4 separate regions of the Sus scrofa genome follow, and all the other regions are linked to region 1. A link is a contact called in public Hi-C and HiChIP or PLAC-seq data. All regions are on one chromosome and are shown on one strand. The core of a region is the stretch at or near the end of the contact, and the rest is flanking DNA. Distances in the headings are between cores, read along the strand shown. Region 1 holds the start of SLC38A9 (sodium-coupled neutral amino acid transporter 9). Region 2 overlaps ANKRD55 (ankyrin repeat domain-containing protein 55). Region 3 holds the start of IL6ST (interleukin 6 signal transducer). Region 4 holds the start of SKIV2L2 (superkiller viralicidic activity 2-like 2).

The links. Hi-C and Micro-C count contacts between places; a contact is called where the count stands out from the background. HiChIP or PLAC-seq counts read pairs in DNA pulled down with a chosen protein or histone mark.
Region 2: a contact with region 1 is called in a Hi-C map of embryonic fibroblasts, with 2.1 times the contacts expected there. The contact joins the enhancer-like site here to the promoter of SLC38A9 in region 1. A contact is called at or near these places in 7 of 47 Hi-C or Micro-C datasets (blood, brain, embryonic fibroblasts and 3 more).
Region 3: a Hi-C map of liver shows a contact between it and region 1, with 4 times the contacts expected there. The contact joins the promoter of IL6ST here to the promoter of SLC38A9 in region 1. A contact is called at or near these places in 1 of 5 promoter capture datasets (liver) and 2 of 47 Hi-C or Micro-C datasets (heart right ventricle and liver).
Region 4: an H3K27ac HiChIP or PLAC-seq map of skeletal muscle shows a contact between it and region 1, with 8 times the contacts expected there. The contact joins the promoter of SKIV2L2 here to the promoter of SLC38A9 in region 1. A contact is called at or near these places in 3 of 5 promoter capture datasets (fetal liver, fetal skeletal muscle and liver), 2 of 47 Hi-C or Micro-C datasets (omental adipose tissue and skeletal muscle) and 2 of 2 datasets of contacts at active chromatin or transcription factors (alveolar macrophages and skeletal muscle).

What each region holds. Positions count from the first base shown.
Region 1 is chr16:34,856,469-34,861,843 of Sscrofa11.1, reverse strand. SLC38A9 (sodium-coupled neutral amino acid transporter 9) reads left to right here and starts at 3,056. Exons shown (of 16, transcript XR_002339779.1): 1 at 3,056-3,201. LOC102165748 (a long non-coding RNA gene) reads right to left here and starts at 3,368. Exons shown (of 3, transcript XR_308406.3): 1 at 3,233-3,368.
Region 2 is chr16:35,313,018-35,318,246 of Sscrofa11.1, reverse strand. All of the region lies in intron 5 of ANKRD55 (ankyrin repeat domain-containing protein 55), which reads left to right. Among named protein-coding and RNA genes, the nearest start is that of IL6ST, 160 kb to the right of the region's middle. Within about 2 kb of position 1,731, at least 5 of the 83 cell types and tissues checked have an H3K27ac peak or open chromatin away from gene starts, as enhancers often do. A contact at or near this core is called in embryonic fibroblasts, where this site is marked.
Region 3 is chr16:35,149,973-35,155,321 of Sscrofa11.1, reverse strand. It overlaps IL6ST (interleukin 6 signal transducer), which reads left to right and starts at 3,534. Exons shown (of 16, transcript NM_001097432.1): 1 at 3,534-3,714. It overlaps LOC102168151 (a long non-coding RNA gene), which reads right to left. Exons shown (of 3, transcript XR_002339581.1): 3 at 351-908.
Region 4 is chr16:34,474,499-34,479,616 of Sscrofa11.1, reverse strand. SKIV2L2 (superkiller viralicidic activity 2-like 2) reads right to left here and starts at 1,390. Exons shown (of 27, transcript XM_003133964.6): 1 at 977-1,390. The coding sequence starts at 1,110. It overlaps DHX29 (ATP-dependent RNA helicase DHX29), which reads left to right and starts at 1,384. Exons shown (of 27, transcript XM_013984775.2): 1 at 1,384-1,744. The coding sequence starts at 1,564.

The DNA of each region.
Region 1 (5,375 bases), core at 1,807-4,306:
ACGCCAGAGCCACAGCAACGCGGGATCCGAGCTGTGTCTGCAACCTACACCACAGCTCACGGCAACGCCGGATCGTTAACCCACTGAGCAAGGGCAGGGACCGAACCCGCAACTTCATGGTTCCTAGTTGGATTTGTTAACCACTGCGCCACGATGGGAACTCCAAATGGCTTGATTTTAAAAATCAAGTTTAGGAGTTCCCTGGTGACTCAACGAGTTAAGGATTCAGCATTGTCATTGCTATGGCATGGGTTTGATCCATGACAAGGAAATTTTGCATGCCTTGGGCATGGCCAAAAAAATAAATAAATTTTTAAAAATTAATTAAAAATCAAGTTTAGGAGTTCGCACTGTGGTGCAGCAGGTTAAGAATCCAACTGCAGTGGCTCGGGTCACTGTGGAGGTGCAGGTTCAACAACTGGCCCAGCACAGTGGGTTAAAGAATTTGTCATTGCTGAAGCTAAGGCTTGGATTTAATCCCTGGCTGGGGAAGTCCCATATGCCATGGGTACAGCCATTTAAAAAAAAAAAATCAAGTTTAAATACGATCAAGCTTCTAGACATGTTACAGGCTTCAAGTCCCCTGAAGGAGATTAAACCCCAAAGCCTCTCGCCATGTCTCATTGTTATGCCCCTTCCCCCACCTTGACCAGCCTAGGCTTCTCACTCCCTGCTAGAAATGTCGCCCATTCCTCACCTGGCCACCTATAACCTGTTCCCCAAGCAAGTAAGGTATCCTGCCCAAGACCAATCTGAAGATCAAATTGGGTCTCCACTCAGGTTGCACTGTGGGGTATAAAGACCATTGCAGAGTGAGTCACGCCTTCCTTTTTTAAAACCATGCACACGTGAGTCCTCTCTCCCTCTCTGAAAATGTACTTTCACTTTAATAAATTTGTAAAATGTCTGCCGTTCCAAAGCTTTGTTATGGTGAAACAGGGACCGAGGAAATTGTGACAGAAACAGACTCAACTACCAGTCTACTAATTCTATAAAGTCTGTATGTTTTGTTGTGTAACCACTCTGTTCCATTAGCTTAGTAGTCAGCTAGTAATTTAACAGAGATGTCCTTATTAAATGCCTAGAAGCAAATAATAAACAGCCAAAATGCCCTCCTCCCCCCCAAAAAAAACCCCTCTCCCACTCTTTGCCAATTAGCTGTATGTTACCTTCAAGGCTTAGCAAAATACTTTACAATTCTGCATTAGCCTTCACTTCCTGCTTGCACAGAGTCTGAAGGTCAGCCAGAAGTGAGAGTTTGGGGTTTTCTCAGGTCTTTTCTGAGCTTGTGTCCAGATTCCCCAGAATAAGAGGAAGCTTCTGAAAACACTCACTCCTCAAGTATCTGCTTCCCCAGCCCCTTCCTTCCTAGGCTTTTTGGTCTGTTTATTACTTGCACCAACTGTTATCCCTTCCCTGACGGCAGTGGCTAATACATTTGCTTTAAATCCTTCTGGCAATCACTGTCTCAGAAGCTGCCTCAGCCCTGGGGAGGCTTGAAAGTAGGTGAAACAAAGGTAAGCCCTAGAACCAAACCATCAGGCAACCACAAGATAGGTCAAAACACATAATTACAACTCCTTTAGAATAAGATCCATATTGCTCCCTCTGGTACCAGCAACCTACACCAGGGATATTTGCTGCTGTCTTCAAGGTCTCTGCCAAGCTTGAGATGATCATAGAACTCTCTTGCCAAAATTCGGCAGTTTTTTCTTAAGTGTTGTTACTTTTTTTTTAATTAATTAGTTTCCGGAGTACCAAAAAAGTTGATTCTGATGGTTTCGCCAGCTTATTTGTTGCTTTTATGGAGGGATAGTTTTCAAGTTCCTTATTCAGCCATTCTTGCTGATACGATTCCATACCACTAACTTTTGCGTTTCTCAGCCTTGCCTAAAAATATTTGCTCAGCCTGAAAAGCAGAGAAATAAAAAAAATTTTGTTGTCACTGGAGCTATCAAAAGAATGTACTGTTGATTTGAAAACAGGCTAAAGAGCAGTTGCAAAATTTTTTAATAAGGACACCATTAGCAAAGTAACATTTATCTGCTTTAAAGGCAATATTCTTCGCATCATAGGCCTTGCCAAACCCTCAATAACAGAGGCAGTGTTTAAGAGCACAAGTTTGGAGTAAGACCTCAATTTGAATTCCAGATCATCTGCCACTTGATAGTTGTTCAGCCTTGGGTAACTCATTTAAATGCTCTAGGACTGTTTCCTGAAAACTGTAAAATAGAGACAATATACACTTCTAGAATGATGGTAAAGACTTAAAGAGATATTGTAAGTAAAATGCTTGGCACTCAATATTAGCCATTTTTAAAATTTGGGCTCTTTAATTTTAGATTCTTAACACATGACAGTGCATTGTTCGATTTTTCCTGATTGTTAAAAAAAAAAAAGCCATCGTCTTCCTTTGTAAGACCTTAGGTATTGCCATATGTTTTTCAGAAGACTTACCTTGAGCAGACTTTTTATAACAAGCACGCTAATTTTATTCATACTGTATTTTTACTTGGGGTGGCTTTGGGAGAAATTATTAGGGATGGGGAGAGGGTGCTAAAATCCTCCAATAAGTCCCTCTTTTAGCTTAGTGACTAATATGCCAACACGTCAAAAATAAAAAAACGTAAGCGTCTAGACAAGGGAGGGAAAGTGCCAACCCAACAATTTTTTTTTCAAGCCAGCCTTCCTTGGTGTCCGCAGGGTTCAAGCATGTGACGAAAGAACAGAGCACAGAAAAGCCTGAGAAGAGAGATAATAAGAGGTCAACCCTAGACAGAAATGTCACGTCAGCCCTTTCTTATGGGGCCTCTGGGGCTGTAAGAACTGCAGGCTGTGCACCCTCCCAGACGTCTGAAGTGCCTTGGGCCAGCAACCTCCTCTGGTGCAAACATGAGATTGCAGATCAGTCATGGTTTGCCCGCCTAGGCAGCCCCGCCTCCCGAAGCCGGAGGGCTGGGCTCTGAGGCGGGAGGCGTGTTAGCTGTCGTAGAGCCTCCTGGGAGTTGTAGTCCCTGGCGGCGGGAGGTTTGATTGCGGCGGCTGGATTAGAACTCCATCCCCCGCCGGCCCCCGCGATTTAGGCCGTTGTCTTTTCCTGTTCAGGGAACGGGAAGCCTGGCTGCCTCAAGTTAGACGAGTGGGTAAGGGGTGTCAGCCTTCTTACCGCTTTCTGTGAGATTAATGGCTTGGCCTGCACAGGTAGAGCACCTTTCGGGTCTTGCCAACTCACCTTGCGGGAGGGAGCGGAGGGAACAGAGGGGAAGCAGCGGGAACAGCTGAGCTTGCGGCGGAGCCGGCTGTCACCTGGGGAAGTTCTTTGGTGAAACGCGTCGGTACAGTGGCCGGTTGCGGGAGCTGTGAGGCCAAAGCCCGGGCCGGAGGAGATGGTTCCGGAGGGGCGGCGCAAGCTCCTACAGGGCTCGGGTGCGACCAAGTCAGGGCCTCGGTCGGGGGCTGAGAGAACTGGAGGTACTGTGGGAATCGGAGTCTGCTGGAGCCTTTGGGAAAAGACAGGGTTACAGGAGGTGAACACCCGGATGAGAGAAGGAGGGAGGAGGAGAATTGGGAGGAGTGGGGAGACCCTTCTCTGTCCCGAGTAGGAGAGGGCCGGAAAAGGGAATGCAGGGAAAAGCCCTTGGTGCCTTGAGCTAGGACTACAGATGGTGAGGGCCAAGTAAGTCTTTGTCATGCTTTTCTTTGGCTCGATTGTGAGAGCCAGTGCCCTCGTAGCTGCTGGCTTGACATCTTCCTGTCTTAGAAGAACAGAGCTGAAAGGGGCCTTTGAGAGCAGCTAGTCTAGTGCATTCTCTCACTTTCCAGGTGAGGAAACTGAGGTCCACCGAGTTGAAGAACCTGGCTTGCTCACCAGCAGACAACCAGTTAATGGCCAACTTGACTAAAACCTAATTTTCATGATTCTCAAGCAATGCCATAATCTATTGCTCAGATCAGTAGATTAGCAAACTCTAACCTGTTCCCCTTCCTGTTATCTTTTACTGCTGTCCTATGCAGGATAACAGGCAGCCCCTCAAGGGAAAGGTTTTTAACTTTTGTTAAAAACTCTTGTCTTAACTTGAACAAAAATCTGCTTGCCTCACAAACTACAAGCTTCATATTAAGATGAAAGGCTGGTAGCATACTAAGATGTCACTTATAGTTCATTTGCCTGGAAGCAAATAAAATTCATCTTCCGTTTCCCATTTGCCCGCTGAAGCTGTGAGAACAGTTACCTTAGATTTCTTCTCTCAATTTTAAATGCTGCATATCTATTACATACGTAAAAACAATATGCTGTTTATTGTGATTTTTGTAATACCTTGAATATTTACAATAAGAAGTAAATAGCTTAGAAGAATGGGAATACCCAAATTACAAATTAAAACAGTAATTTACAGAGTTTTTTTTAAAAAGGCAATAGGAGCATAAATTTTAAAAAAAATCATTTAGAGGCTAAAAATTTCTACCAGGCATGCATTTTATAGCACACAAATTTCAGTCCTTTGCCAGTATTCTTTCTTACTGCCTAAAACATAACTTGAGAGCATTTAGTGTTCCTAATGTGGGAGGAGAGCTCCGTTAGTGCCATTGCATTGTTTTTTTGACTGGTGATTTCTCTATTAAACTACATTGTCCTCCAGCACTGTCAAATTTAACACCTTTTGAAGGATGTATTGATCAGATTGGGAGGATGTTCTAACTGTAGCATCAGAATATCAGCATTGTAGCTCCTGTTAACCATGGAGCAATTCATAAGAAAGAGGTTTAGATAAATTTGTTACTGGACTTTATAGAAGTTATAGATTTATATAGAAGAACATACAGAACATACATAACTGCTTTCACCAGGTTGCAGGTTGCCTTTGTAATGATGATGGTTCCATTTGCTTTAATACTAGCATACTACAGAGGTGGGTAAACTATGACCAAATCTGACCTACTGCCAAATGTATTTAACTCTTTGTGTAGTTTTACTGGAACACAACCATGTTCACTCATTTAGGTATTGTTTTTTGTGCTGCAAGGCAAAGTAGTTGCATAGATCATATGATATTTACTGTCTGGCCGTTTACAGAAAAAAAAACAAAAAAACAAACAAAAAAAACAAAACAAAACCAGTCCCTGGCCTGGTAAACTGAATGTAAATATAGTATCTAAAAGGCTACTATATACAGAAGTATGAGTTAATAGTAATTGTTGCACATAAATACTTGTATGGTGGGTCCACAATCCACTTCTTTGGGCAAAAGATAGCGCCTCCTATTGCAGATTGTTGCTAGCATCTTGGCATAGATACTCAACAACTGGGCTTGGGCAGCCTAGGTGAAAACTAAGAATCCTAACCACTAAGCCGGCTAGAGGCTAGGGGCTAAAAG
Region 2 (5,229 bases), core at 482-2,981, 460 kb before region 1:
TTCTTTTTTTTTCTTTAAATCATAAAGTTACCCATTTCTTTTTATAAATGAAAGCCAGTATCATTTTTCTGAGCCCCCTCCAAAAAAACATTGGATATTTTTATTGAAATGACATTAAAATTAAAAATGAATGTATGTAATAATTAAAACTTGTTATGCTCTTTAGCTGTCCTATCTGAGACCACAGAAAGCATCCAACTTTTTTTTTTTAGGGCCGCAGATGCAGCATATGGAATTTCCCAGGCTAGGCATCAAATTGGAGCTGCAGCTGCATACTTACTCTACAGCCACAGCAATGCGGGACCCAATCGCATCTGCGAAGTGCACCCCTACACCACAGTAACCCACTGAGTGAGGCCAGAGATGAAATCTGCATCCTCATGGATACTAGTCGGGTTTGTTTTTACTGAGCCATAGCGGGAACTCCAAATCCAACTCTTTTGTTCTGTAGTTTTCCTCATTTAGATGCTGAATAAGTAATACTGAGCATTTTATATTTTCACTGTAAAGAGTTATTTTAAGTGTCTGGAGGAGTTAGTCTCCTTCGTATATTATTTAATATAAAACTATCTAGCATCATATTTATTTTTAAGTCTGGCTAACTTAAATCACTTTATTAATTCTAATGGTTCTGTGGTTAGTTCTATTGTGCCATCTTGGTGCATAGGATGAAACAAGATGGACTGGTTTCAAATCCTGCTCTGCCATTAAATAGCTGTACAACTTTGGGGAAACCACTAAACCTCTCTGTGCTTCAGTTCCCTCATCTATAAGTAAGGGTAAATATAATACCAATTTCCCAAAATTGTTGAAACAAATAAATAGCTTAATTCAAAGGAAATTGTTAGGACAGCACATGGAACAGGAGTCATTTATAAAAGTTAGCTTTTATTAAATTATGATAGTTTTGTTCTTCCTTTATGATTATCATCTCATTTCTTTTTACTTCATATCTTACTGCATTAGATAAAGTTTGCCTTTCTTTCTCAGTTGTTTCACTATTAGGTGTGAAGTTTGAAATTGATTAGAAATAAATGTGGTTAGTCAAATCGAAAATGAAATTTTTTATTCCTGGTTGTTAAGCATTTTTTAGGAACAGATGTAAAATTTTATCAAATGCCTTTCTATTTTTTATTTATATAATCATGTTTTTCTCCTTTTTTTAAATTGGTGTGATATATTTTAGTAATTGATACCAGAAAATCAAAACATCTTTATATCTCAGAATAAATTCTATTCAGTTATGGTGTATTATTCTTTCAACATTCAATTGAATCTGGTCTGGTAGAGTTTAAATTATTTAACTTAGAATGCTGTGTTCACAATTGGATCCGTCTATAGGAGATGTGTGCTAACAGTTTATGCTAGCCTTAGAAAATAAATTAGGAAAATTTCACTCTTTTTCTGTGCTTCAGTTTGAGAATTATTTGTTCCTTGATCATGTGACATTTATCTTGGCATTTAAAAAGAATTTACTCAACCTCACTTTAGAATCTTTATGCTATTACCATTACCTTCAGTTCTCACCTTCGTGTACAACCTGCTCTTCATAGATTCATTTCCAATTTTCAATTAATGTGTAAATTTTATTTTTGCCACAAATAAGTATAGACTCTAGCACACTAATGTTTATCCAGCAGAATGCTGAGCCTCACAGCTTCTGGAGAGTGGGCTGCAGGCTGCTGTGAGTAAGAGAGAATGGAATGTGGATTGTTGTCCAAAAAAAGGTCATAAGTTCACTGGAATATGTGAGGAGTTTGCCTTCTGAGTAAATGGGCAGTGATAGCCACTAGTGCACATTGGTCAGAGGGTAGAACCTGAGGCCTGACAGCCTACTGTCTTCTCTGAGTTTCACCACTTATTCCTTGTGTGACTTTGGGTAAATCACTGTCATGCCCTGTGCCTCAGTTTCTCCATCTATAAAATGGGAATAATCCTCATAAATCCTTAAATGAGTTGATTTCTAGAAAAGGTTTAGCACAGTGCCTGGTGTATAACAAGCATGGAATAATTGTTGACCATCATTATGATTGTTATTCAGACAGTGGTGGAGACCCCTGGGAACAGTGCAGTTACAATGGATGCTTTCATAGCTACTGGGAAACAGGTGTTGTCCATAGAAGTGATTGTATCAGACTTTTTGCTAACCCCTGGATTGTTCTGAGTTTTCTGATTCCTTCAAATATGCTACCAAAAATTTTAGAACTCAAAACTGTGCAGAAACCACAAAAAGGCTAAGAACCTTGACTGTAGACAGACCACAAGACTCTATGCAATGTGACTGAGGTGCATCTTGGCTGAATTCCCACATTCATGAATATGCCACTGCAGAGAGGGCCATTCTGGGATCCCTGCTTTCCAAGCCACGGTTCCAGTGAATGGGCTGTAGGAGGAGCCTTCTCCAAGGTGTCAATAACGAGTTAGTTACTATATGACAAGTAATACAGTAAATTTACAAATTAGTGAGGAAAGGGAGAATTATCCAGTATTTGGGGAAAAAGGTAATTGTGGCATACAAAAATGAAGTTTAAAAGTTCTGTATTAATTATAGCTAAATGCTAACAAATAGGTATAAGATTTCACAGGTTATGACCTTTCTAATCATAAAAGCAATAAATCATATATTCAACATCCATAGATTTTGAAAACCAGCAAAACAAACTGAGAACTTAAGTGGCAAACAGGGAAAAATAACTGCAGCATAGATGACAGATGAAGAGTTAGTATCCTTCCTGTATATAGAGCTCTTTCAAAGCAGTTAAATAAAGACAGATGCCTTGAAATAATAATATGTAAAGGACACCAATAATTCATGAAATGGCCATAAGCATATGAAAAAAACTTCTCTCTTTGGAACAGTGAAAGAAACGACCATTGAAAATGATATACTATTTTCCTTCTTTCACATCAGCATTAATTTTTAAAAAACAATAATGCCCAAGGTTATTAAGAATGCGATGAAATGCTCTCAGGCCCCATATTAGGAGTGTGTGCTGGGTCAGCCTTTCTGAAGGGCAGTTTGACAAAGAGTCAAGCCCATTGATTCCCAAGTTTACTTCTAGAAATGCATCCAAAGGAAGTAATCAAACATGCGCAAAAAGAAATGTATGCAAGAATGTTATAGAACTTTTTTTGCGGAGTTCCCATCGTGTCTCAGTGGTTAACAAATCTGACTAGGAACCATGAGGTTGCGGGTTCGATCCCTGACCTCGCTCAGTGGGTTAAGGATCCAGCATTGCTGTGAACTGTGGTGTAGGTCACAGACGTGGCTCAGATCCCATGTTGCTGTGGCTCTGGCATAGGCCGGTGGCTACAGCTCCAATTAGACCCCTAGCCTAGGAACCTCCATATGCGGCCCTAGAAAAGATGAAAAAAAAGAATTTTTTTGGAATATCCACAGAATTAATAATTCCCCTGACAAAGAGAAACAAATGTTCAATAATAAGGGCATTTTTAAATCAGTTGTGCTAAGTCCATTCAATGGGATTTTATGCCATATTTTATAAATAACATTTTCAAATCTTACTTATGCTATGGGAAAATATGATCCAATATTAAGTATTTGAAAAAGAGCAAAAATCAAAATTTTATGTACAGCATTATTTCTTTTTTGTAAAATGTAACTCCAACGCTATGATCAGAACTATTACTCCCTGGTTGTTACAACATTAAAATACCTCTGTATCCTCAGATCAGTAGGAATTGCTTCAACCATTCCCCAGGAACACATACACTACCCACAATCTGCAGCTAAAAACTTATCCTGTTTCAGCTGTTAGGCCTGCCTCCATTCTAATGAGGGACCTGACAAGCCAGTCATTAGATCCTTCTACTATTACCCTTCACGGGGTCCCTTATTGTGGAAGGGGAATTCAGGGTAGAGGAAGAGAGAGATTCACTTAATAAATGAGTCACAAAATGCCCTTCGTGTTAGCCAAACTCACACAGGATCTCAGAATATTTCAGTCATTTCCTTCAGGTTCTATGATTGTATTCTAATCCATAGAAAGATCACCATGTGGGATACTTGAGATTTGCAATGCTGCTTTAGTCAGTGAGTCCTGCCCCACCAGCAGCCACTGCCCCCAAGCTTCAGCCACAGGCACAAGTCCACTGTCTAGGGTGCTACCCACCCCAGGCTGTAACACCTTCCAAGACTTTCTCCCTCCTATTCTATGTCTCCTGGCCTCACAGATTTTTGTACCTTTTAACCCTTATGCTTGCCCCTCAGGAACTTGCCTTTTCTTTTCTATAGCCTTGGGGTTGGGTTCCCACTTATTTTCAGCCATGTCCATTTTGAGTGCAGGATGGGGAACAGAAGACAGTTTAGATTTAGAGGGGAAGGTGAAAAGGGCAGAGGCTCCCAACTACATCCTGAAGAAACCAGATCCTTTAGGTTTCCAAGGCCCTCATGCTAGCTCTTCTCCCCATTTGCATATTACATTACATGGGCAGGTAGAGGAAGGGAGGTTCCAGGATAGAAGGTGGGTGGGAAGAAAGCCCATCCTGCCATGTAAATCAAGTACACACAAAACGCCAGCATCTTAATGGTGGTTATCTTTGAGTATATACTTTCTTATCTGTATTTTCTTAATTTTTGTAATCCAAAATGAAATAACATATAAAATGACTGATCAATTAAATCAAAATATCTGGGGTTAGCACTGAGGTATCATGTTTTTGTTTTTTGGTTTTTTTTAAATCTCCCCAGGTAATTATATTATTTAGTCAGGTTTGGGACCCAGGGATGTTAGTCAACCTCATTTTATAGAATAGAGAACTTAGCCCAGAGTAGTTCATAGTAACACATTTGGCTAATATTTCTGTTGTTCAAAAAGAGAGTTCTTTATGAGATTCAAATTTAACTGAGAAGCAAAACTTCTTGGCTACAGAGGAATAATTTCTGTTGTCACTTTTTTACATACTCACAGCTCTGATGATACAGTTTAAACCAGCCTTACTTAACTATATATCCATAATATATGAGAGTTGACAGAAGCTGTTCATTTACTTCAACTCTGCTTGAAATTCTGATGCTATCTATACCTTATAAAACTGTTCGAAGAAGCAGAAGACTGCTTCTTCCATCACTTGCCCTAATTCTCTATTTCCAAGGATTAGGAAGAATGAGACTTCATTTCTACTTTGCTTCAGTTTGCCAATTGGAAAAGAATATGCTAATTAAATAAGTAAACATATTTATCAAGTATCTACAATGTATCCAACACT
Region 3 (5,349 bases), core at 2,285-4,784, 290 kb before region 1:
TACTTTTAAGAGAATAAGGAGTTCTCATTGTGGCTCAGCAGGTTAAGGACACAGTATAGTCTTTGTGAGGATGTGGATTCGATTCCCAGTCTCACTCAGTGGGTTAAAGATCTCAAACTGCAGCAAGCTGTGGCATAGGTTGCAGATGTGGCTTGGCTCCACTGTTGCTCTGGATGTGGCACAGGCCTCAGCTGCATCTCCAATTCAACCCCTAGCCTGGGAAGTTCCATATACTGCAGGTGGGCCATAAAAAAGAAAGAAAGAGAGAAAGAAAGAAAGAAAGAAAGAGAAAGAAAGGAAGAAAGGAAGGAGAGAGAGGGAGGGAGGGAGGGGGAGAGAGGAAGGCAGGCAGGCAGGCAGGCAGGAGGGAGGGAAGAAGAGAGGAAAATACAAGGAAAAAAAGAAAAAAAATGAATTAAAAAAAAAAAAAAGATGGTTCTTCTTCTCAGGCAGTACCAGAAGAAATGGATACTCACAAATTGTTTTTCCAGGGAATAATAAAACAAGGTTCTACACTACGAGTAAATGGTCAGGACAGGGCTGCTAGTTCAAAGAAAAGGGAAATGGGAAATAGTATTGACAAGGTAAATATGGCTGAAGGATGAGGGAATTGAAGACAGGAGTGAGAGTACAGCTAAAATGGTTGATAAAAGGGTTCTCAGAGTTTAGGAAGATAAGAGGAGGTGGGAAATAATGGATAAACTACGAGAACAAAGACTGGAGGACACACTGAGGACAAACTACAGACTCAGTAGGAGTGAGTGAGAGAGGTAGAAGGGTAGGAGGCTGTGGGTAGAGAGAGAAACTCACAATCCAAAATTTTGCAGGTGGAGTAATTTCATCTGATGACTGGCTTCAAGGTGTGGCTCCATCTATGGGTTCCTGATACAGAGTAAAGTTGAAGCTGACTGAAAAAGAGAAGGATGAGAAATTGTGAGGTCAGGGTGCTAACTGAGTCATTATCATGGCTGCTGATATCATTAGGTTGATGCAGGCCATGGCTGACAGAGTTCCAGAAACACAACTGGGCACAGGCAAGGAAGTAAATGGCTATCTGGGAGTTCCCGTCCTGGCTCAGTGGTTAACGAACCCGACTAGGAACCACGAGGTTGTGGGTTTGATCCCTGGCCTTGCTCAGTGGGTTAAGGATCCGGTGTTGCCGTGAGCTGTGGTGTGGGTCTCAGACAGCTCAGATCTGGCGTTGCTATGGCTCTGGTGTATGCCGGCAGCTACAGCTCCAATTAGACCCCTAGCCTGGGAATCTCCATATGCCCACATGCCATGGGAGTGGCCCTAGAAAAGGCAAAAAGACCAAAAAAAAAAAAAAAAAAAAAAGTAAATGGCCATCCTGGTCAGGGCCAGATTTATGTAAATAGCAAGGCAGGCAAAGTTTGTCTTCAACCTTTATAACCTTTGCTCTGTAGCATTTTCTCCTAGTTTTGTTCATGTACTCTCAAGTAATCTGTATCCTCATGTAGGTCTCTCACTGTACAGGTTCCCTACTCTCTGCTTCTGACATATCTAAAATCCCAAATAAGTATCAAAACACAAACAGAAATTTCCCAATTGATAGTCACTTTTCTTTCTTATCCTTGCATTTTGACAGGGCATTCTAATGATAAATCCTTATCCTGAAAGTGATTGTTTCATGGATCAGTAGTATCTGCAAAGTAAAGTAATTCCAGCCAAGGGGAGACACGCTCTTGCTGTCCTAAAAAATCTTTCTCCAATATCGATTCATTAGCCTAAGACTCTAACCATCCCCACAAAATGAGAGTTTCTTATGGGTTAGTGTTAGCAAACACAAAGATATTCACAAAAGAACTAACTCAGTCCTTTGCATCCCTCACCAGTGTACAAGGCAGGCTAGTGTGCTGTGAGATATGATCCCCTGTAGCTACTCCCTATGCCAGAGAAGTGCCATCATTTTCAACATATACTGTGATAAGAGAGATTGGGAAAGCATTGACATAGTAGATATTCAATAATGATAACAGCTGTCATTTATTGAGTACCTACTGCTATATGCCAAGCACTTCATGTATTTTAGCTCATTTAATACTTGCAGTAGTCCTGTTAGGTTGGTACCATTATTCTCATTTGATTGATGAAGAATCTTGAGAAGACCTGCCCAAGGTCACAGACATGGGAAGTACCAGTACCAGGATTCAAATCAGGCAGCTTGAAACCAGAAGGTACACTTAACCACATGGCCCCTACATAAATGTCTGCTAGATCTAAATAAAAATTTAATGTATCAACATTTTATAAGAGTTTGTTTTAAAATAAACACCCCCATCAACAGCAGAACTAGAATACAATCCAGTCAGTTTCTGCAGGTTAGGTATAGGGTGATAGGGAGCCACATCAGCTGAACACAATGGAGTGTTCTCTCTCCTGGACTGCCATCCCCAAGCCTGCCTAGGACTCCCTTAGCCCTAGACACATAGCAGGCCCACTTTCCTGTGTCTTATAAAATTATCTGATCAACTAAGAAATCATAATTCCATCTATGTTTTACCCTATCTGAATCGTCAGTATAATGAAGAACCTTATAATTGTCTGTTAATTTATGGGTATAATTTGTTCAAGTCCATTAAAACATTATTGTCCTCGTATAGCCTGCCATTCTTCCACAAAAGGCCCTGGCCTTGGGTGTGTTTCTACACACACACACACACACACACACACACACACACACACATCCCGCTTATCTTTGAGGCTTCTCATCTAATTCTCGAAAAAAAAAATATCAAAGTGAGCCTGAAGGTCCCTTTTCCAGACCAGAGGAGGGGAAGAGGGGGATTGTTAATGGAACTGATTTTTACTCTGTAGTTCTGTAACAGATTGGGAGGTACAAACTGCAAGAAAAACTAGTTTCTTGGCGTGTCACCAAACCTGGGGTTCACCGATCAATCACATCCAAACTCATTTACTGACTTAGAAATATACATCGTGGCAAGGTTGGTTTACATAAGGACTTGGACCGAAGCCGCCGCCACTATCTGCGGTAATCTCCTGTGGAGTCATGGCCACCTTCCCTGAGGAGCTCCCACGCCTCCCCGATCCCCAAAGACACCCGGCGGTCCCTCCCGGCTCTGAGTCCCTTGGGGAAGGCCTCGAAGGGAGTCCGAAGGGAAGCCGAGAGAAGGGAGGGCGGCAGGGGCGGGCAGCACCCGGGCTTCAGTTCACGACCCCGTTATTCCACGGAAAAATGGAACATTCCGCTCCTTCCGCCTGCAGAGGGGAGGTGGGGGGAACCCTTCGATCTCGCCTGGGAGAGGCGACGCGGGCGCAGTCACCGGAATCCGGGACGCCGGGAACCGCGTTACGGGAATTGCAGCCTCTCGGAGTGCCGCCCCATCGTCTTCGGGCGGCCGTTGAGCCAATGCCGGGGCGCGCCGGGTCTCGCGGGGGCCAATCAACGTACAGATCCCAAATCCGGGGGCGGGGCGTGACAGGGCGCCGCGGGGCGGGGTCAGGGGGCGCTTCGCCCCGCCACGGGAGGAGGGCCGCGTGCCGCGTCTGCGGGAAGGAGCGGAGCTCTAGCAGTCGTCCAGGCAGAGCGCCGACAGGCCCGCGGAGCCGCGCGGGGAACGCCCGGTCGCAGCTGAGCTGGGCCGCGGCTGCTGGCCAGAGGGCCCGGCCGGGCCTGGGGCGGAGGGAACCTACGCTACCGGGGACCTGGAGGAGCGAGGCACCGCGGCCTGAGAGGTGAGGAGAGGCCGTGGCCAGTTGAAGGGCCGTGTAGCGGGAGGGTGAGGGCCGAGTCGGGGCGGACGGGCCAGAGGACTGGCACCCGAGGAGGCCACCCTTTCCCGAGAAAGAGGGGCGCCCCGACAACGAACTCCCCAAACTTCTTGTTACCCCAGCCTGGAAATCCCCACATTCCTTCCTCTCCCTGTTTCCACACCTCCGAATTTGATCTCCACGACTTTGTCACCTAGATTTTTCATCCCTAAGTACAAAACTCACCTCCGGCGCGTGTGCACGCACACACACCCCACACCCTTCTTAAGCCCCCGCCCCCAAACGGCCTTCTGGACCTTACTCCTTTTTGGTTACCAAATCCTCACTTTTCCCCAGTTGCCTTTCCATCTCCCCTTATTCCACTGGCCCCGCACTTGACTCTTCATTTTCTACTCGGAAGTTAATTTTCTTTCCAAAGCCATCTTTTCATCCTTAAATTGTAATGTTTAAACGTTACTGAAAGTTCCTACCATACTCATAAAAATTCCGAACTTAACATCTCTTTTTCTTCTTTTGATCGATTACATGTCCCGACCCTAATGAACCCCACAGACCGCTGTATCCTAAAGGCGCCGAATACGGTCTTTAAAAATTGCACCCTTCCCCCAAGCTTAAAGGTTATTCCAAGCAGGGTTCTGTTTTAAAGTATTTTTTCAAAGTGGAAAAAAACCCACAGTTTAAAAATAAGATCTGCCACCTTTGTTCTTTTTTTTTTTTTTCCTTCAGAACGAAACCCATTTCGGTTTAATTTGTGTAGTATTTGAGTGATTATACTGCTTTAAAATAATTAATTGTTAGAACGCCAGGATGAATATTCTAAAAGATTGGAGTGTTTGGTTTAGTCAGTGCTGTAAACAAACCCTTTAGACTGTGTGACTGCCAGCTTCAAGTTGGAGCAACTCTTAATTTGAAATTACTGACTCAGAACATCATTTGAGCTGTTCGCCATTATCATGGTTTCTTAAATTCATATTCATTCCTATTTGGAAGTAGTTTAAAACTATAAACTGGAGTACTACATTTATAGAACCAACTTGCTATTAAATTAAATTATGTTTTCCAAATGTTTCTCTCTTTGGGGATAATTTTGAACACTTGTTTTTAATTACAAATGGAAGGAAAAAAATTACAGGATGGAGAAAGTGTCAGAAAAGGATAGATTTTGTAGTAGAATTTTTCCTCCATCCCAGTTTGGAATATTGACAATACTATACATGTTTACTTTTCTCATAGGTAGTTTAGAATATTACAAATACACAACTAATTTAAAAAATTTTTTTCTTGGTTTTTTATTGCCGTATAGTTGATATACAGTGTTGTGTTAATATGTTTTCTTATGTAATGAAAAATCTGTTCAGTTTTTTATGAATTGCTGTGTTTTCAGTTTATTTAAAATTTTTCCAAAGGAATTTGCATTTCAGCTAAATGTTAGGGTGGATGTTGACTATCATATACCTGTGAAGTAGGTGTTACAGTAGCTGCCTTATAGAGAACGAAACTGAAGCTCAGGGTTCCTGTGAAAACTAGTTCTGTGTAATTCCAAATCCTGTACTTTCAGTCAGTCATGTAGTCATGCTGACATATTTCTCATAGAGGATC
Region 4 (5,118 bases), core at 141-2,640, 380 kb after region 1:
GGGATCCAAGCTGCGTCTGCAACCTACACCACAGCTCACCGCAACGCCGGATCCTTAACCCACCGGGGGGGTGGGTCGAACCCGCAAACCTCATGGTTTCTAGTCAGATTCGTTAACCACTGAGCCACGACGGGAACTCCTCTTTCCTTAAGTTTTATTGCACTTAACTATATGTACAGCTCATTGTAGTTCAAGCTCCTACTAACTGTAAGGTATGTATCTGTTCTACCTCCTTACCTCGACTAAAAATTCCCTAAGAGCAAAATCATGTCTAACGTAGCATCTCTTAGGAATCTCCCTCAAGATCAAGAGTAAACTTTATTCATTATTAATGAGTTACCTTACTTTAATTCAAGCTTCGAGGACCAGTAAATTTTAATATTTTTCTTAATAAAATCCAAGAAAGCCAGCATTTGAGAATCTACCATGTGCTAAAAGCACCGTTAGGCGCTTTAAACATATCGCATTTAACCCTCACAAAACCCCTAGTGGTTGGCCCTATCATCTCATGATGAGCAAGAACATTACTAATTTCTCTCTTATGTTGTTATTTGCCCCTTCCGCTCCAAGTCAATCCAAGTCACATTATCGAAACTCCCTACCCCTTCACTCAATTCGTTTCTCGAATATTAAAGGCTCTGGGCCCAGTACTGTGCCGGTGCTAGGAGTACAGAAGCTAAGGAACAGCTTACAGCTTACCTGTCCTCACGACCCCACAGCGCAGACAGGTGTAGGTAGTCACGCCAACGCGGGGGTAAAGGAAATGCAGCGGAACGCTGTCTGCGGCCGCCCGGGAAGGCCAAAACCCGCGCCTCCCAAAACCAACTTTCCTCCCCCACTTCCAACATTTCTCTCAACCCCCTTCACTTCCCGACGCTGCTAACGTACACCCACTTTCTCGTGGTCTTCAAGAGTGTCCGATTTTCTTCCCTCAGCGCTGAGAGGGAAAAAAAGACATCTCGGACATCTTCCTTACCCGGCCTTTTCTGCAGACCCTGGTGGCCCCTTCCATTTCCCCTTCTCCTTCTCCTTGTCTTTTTTGGTTCCGGGCGCAGTGGTCGAGTCGTCCTCAAACACGCTGAAGAGCTCATCCCCGAAAGCGTCCGCCATCTTTCGGAGTTGTGAGACCAAATCTCGCTCTTACCCACGATGCCCCGCAACCGCGCCGACGGTGACGCCAAGGGAAGCCGCAACAGGGGCCCGTAGGAGACAAAATTAGTTGAGTCGCACAGCCCTCAAGGCTTCTTTTTTCCCTTTTGGACCTTTTTTCCCTCTTTGGACCTTTCTTTTCCTTTCCAACCACTAGCGGACGCGCATCTCCGAAGCTGAAGTGGCAGCGCGGCGGCGGTTCCCGGCCCGCAGCTGATCCCTAAAGGGGCGGAGAGGAGGCGGGACCTTGGGGAATCGGGCCAATTGAGAAGCAGCGGTCGTTCCGGCCGGAGGAGCCCGGATGGAGGACGCAAGGTGGCGGCGTGGGACTGGGGGAATGTGAACAAACCTTGGAGGCGGTGCGGGAGTGGTATCGGGATCAGACCAGAGCTGTGATTCTGCCACTGCTGCAACATGGGCGGCAAGAACAAGAAACACAAGGCTCCGGGTGCCGCGGCGGTCCGGGCCGCCGTGTCTGCTTCCAGAGCCAAATCCGCCGAGGCCGGAGCTGCGGTGGAGGCCCAAAACAAGAAGCCTGTGGCCAGACAGCCCCCCGCCGCTGCTGCCAGCAACAGGGAGCCCCGAGTAAAGCAAGGTATGAGCTGTCGGGCGCCAGGATCTGGCCCTAGGGGGAAGCCTTCGCACCTGGGCGAACCCTTGGTCTCAAAATTTCTGTCTTCCGCAGCCACAGTTGCTGGCTCCGTATCAGGCAGCCTTGTTTTAGATCAGTGTAAGCTGTTAGGGCCTCCAGAGTTCCGACGGTAGCGCCCCCCAACCTAACCTCCACTTTTTCTAATTCTGTGAACTAAGTAAAAATTGCATTAGCTCCCGTTTCATCAGCGATCAGTCTTGAGCCATCATCTAAACTAGCGACTCGCATGCAGAGAATACTGTCTGGAGTTATTAACCTCCTGGAGCCAGACCCATTTATTTACCTCCTCCTCAACCTCTTCAGCCACGATGTAGTGTTTCCACGTGCTATGTAAAAATCAGTACTTAATAAGAATTGCAGCACTTGCACACCGAATATGGATATAACCTGTTGTAAAATTATCAGCGATCTTTACCACAGCATTGCATTTTTGCTTATTGTGCCATTTGATTTGATAACTCAACTTGGAGATTGCCGGTTCTGGCTGCAGATCAGCAGGCCACTATTACAGCTGATTTCAAAAGATAAACAGTTATACACTATTTTGTTCTGCTTAGCTTGTCTTAGTTCTTATTGAAATGTTTAGCCAACAAATATTTATTTAAAACCTACTTTGTATCTGGCACGATGTTAGGGATGGGATGAGCAAAATAGGCAATCTCTCCCGGAGCTTGCCCGTCTAATGGCGGACACAGACCTGAAGTAATCGCACAGACATCGTTCTATAAGTGCCACAAAGAAAAGCTAAGTAAGAGAATTTAACAGGGTAACCCAGTTTTTACTGAGGAGGAGGAGGGATCATTCACGGTCTCTTTGAGAAAGTGACTGTTAAGCTAAGATCCAAAGGGTGAATAGGTGTAAACTCTATAAAGAAGGGGGGAAATAGTATTCCCGGCAGAGATAAGGAAAACGGTGTGCAGAGATCTTGAGTCAGAAAAGAGCATTGGCCTTTGAGATCTCAGAATGTAAGCATTGTCTAAGGAGAAGATGAGACTGAAGTAGGCAGGTAACAAACTTTCACCTAGAAGGTGGATAATAATCTGTGCTCTGCAATTTACTGTAACTTTTTAACTACAAAGTTATGCCTGCAATTACAGATACAAAAAATTTCTCCTTGTGTATTCTGCGGCGTTTTTATTCTGAGTCAGCCTCTTTCTGACTTCCTTTGTCTTTCCTGATATTCCTCTGAATTCTTTGAACTTTCTCATAGCCATTTATTGTATTCTTTGGTTTCCCATTCCCCCAGCCCCCAAAAGTGACCGTTACCGAAGTGTCATTCTGTGACAGTATGCTTTCCTCTTTACAGACCTTCTATGAGAGTTTATCTACTTCCATTACTTCTTCTGTCTTTTCCTTTGTAGATGACTCCTCAAGCAACATGTCCAATCCTGGTCTCTATTCCAAGCTCAAGTCAGCCATTTCTACATTTATTTGGACACTATTTTGCAAGCATCTCAAATTTAACATGGCTAATACTAAACTACACTTCCCAGCCCGCCCCCACCCCTACTCCCACCCCCAGTAGCTTCTCCTCTGACTTCTTTCTCTTTTTACATATTCCTCTTTATCCCATGTCAATAGTTATTTTTTTGTGCCTTTCTTTCTTTTCACATCCAATGTGTTGTCAAGCTCTGTGCAGTCTTTGCATATCTTACATGTATACCCTTTTCACTTTTGATTTATACTGCTCACACTTCAGTCAAGACACTCATGAATTTCTGGAGTACCAACACAGCCTTCTAAAGAGCTAGCTGTGCTTTTTTCCTCCTCCAGTCTGTCCCACATAAGGTGTCAGATTGATCTTTCAAAACCACTTCTTTTGGGAGAGGGAGTGGAATGGACTGGGAATTTGGGGTTAATAGATGCAAACTGTTGCCTTCTGTTGCCTTTGAAATGGATAAGCAATGAGATCCTGCTGTTTAGCACTGGAAACTATTTCTAGTCACTTATGATGGAGCATGATAATGTGAGAAAAAAGAATGTATACATGTATGTGTGACTGGGTCACCTTGCTATACAGTAGAAAATTGACAACACTGTAAACCAGCTATAATGGAAAAATTAAAGATCATTGTAAAATTATAAGAAATCGTTAAATTAAAAAAAAACACTTCTTTGATCATATCACTTCCCAGTCTTTTCTACATCATCCTCACTGACTTTGTGATAAGGTACAAAGCATTGAGCTAGTATCTAAGACCTCCTTTCTAGTCTTTTTACAGTTCCTATATTTAGCTATAGCAAATCTAGTATGTTTCACTGATCCCAATGCAGCTTTTGGCTTTCTGCTTTCTCATGCTTATTCTTGACCATTTTCTTTTATTGGCATACCATCCATCCCCAAGATTATCTACCAGAATTCTATAATAATCACCCCAGCTCTCAACTGTTTGAATTGTTCCTATGGATACATAGCTCATGCATCATTGTTGTTTGATTATTCTTTTTGATATTTAGATCTTGCCTGTGGCAATGGTATTTGATATCAGATCTTGCCTATGTGATGAATTATACATTTTACCTATCCTACAAAATTTTAGGAGGTAGGAACAGTTTCATGAGTACATATCCCTCAGTATCTACTCAAAGGCTATGAATAGGGTCATTCAAAAAATTTCTTGGGTCAGTGACAAGGAAAAATTCAGAGGAATTATTAAAACCAAGAAATCAAGAGAGAGAAAATGAGAGGTTATCTACCAAATTTGTGAGGAATTTTTTTGTAACCATAAATCAATATATATAGCAGTATACATAAAATGTTGCAACAAGATTTCTGCATAATTTTGCTTTCTTTTTCCTGTTTGGTTATTTTTATATTACATATAATAGGCCTATTTTTAAGAAAAAAATGGAAAAATACACACACAAAAAATCACCTCTGAACTCTATTTTCCCTAATGTAAATGTAATTGTTTTACTCTACTTCTATCCCTCTGTCTTTTCAAACAATTTGAAGGGTTGTCTTTTTGTCTTTTTTTTTTTCTGGGGCCCCACCTGCGGCATATGGAGGTTCCCAGGCTCGGGGTCCAGTCGGAGCTGTAGCCACTGGCCTATACCACAGCCACAGCAACACGTGATCCAAGCTTCATCTGCGACCTACACCACAGCTCACGGCAACACTGGATCCTTAACCCACTGAGCGAGGCCAGGGATCAAACCTGCAACCTCATGGTTCCTAGTTGGATTCGTTAACCACTGAGCCATGATGGGAACTCCCAATTTGAAGGGTTGTACGTAGCATAGTTTCTCAACTGGACTCTCATTTAGAGGTAGAAAATGACTAGCGCCACAAAATGGCTTTTGACACAATTCTGGGT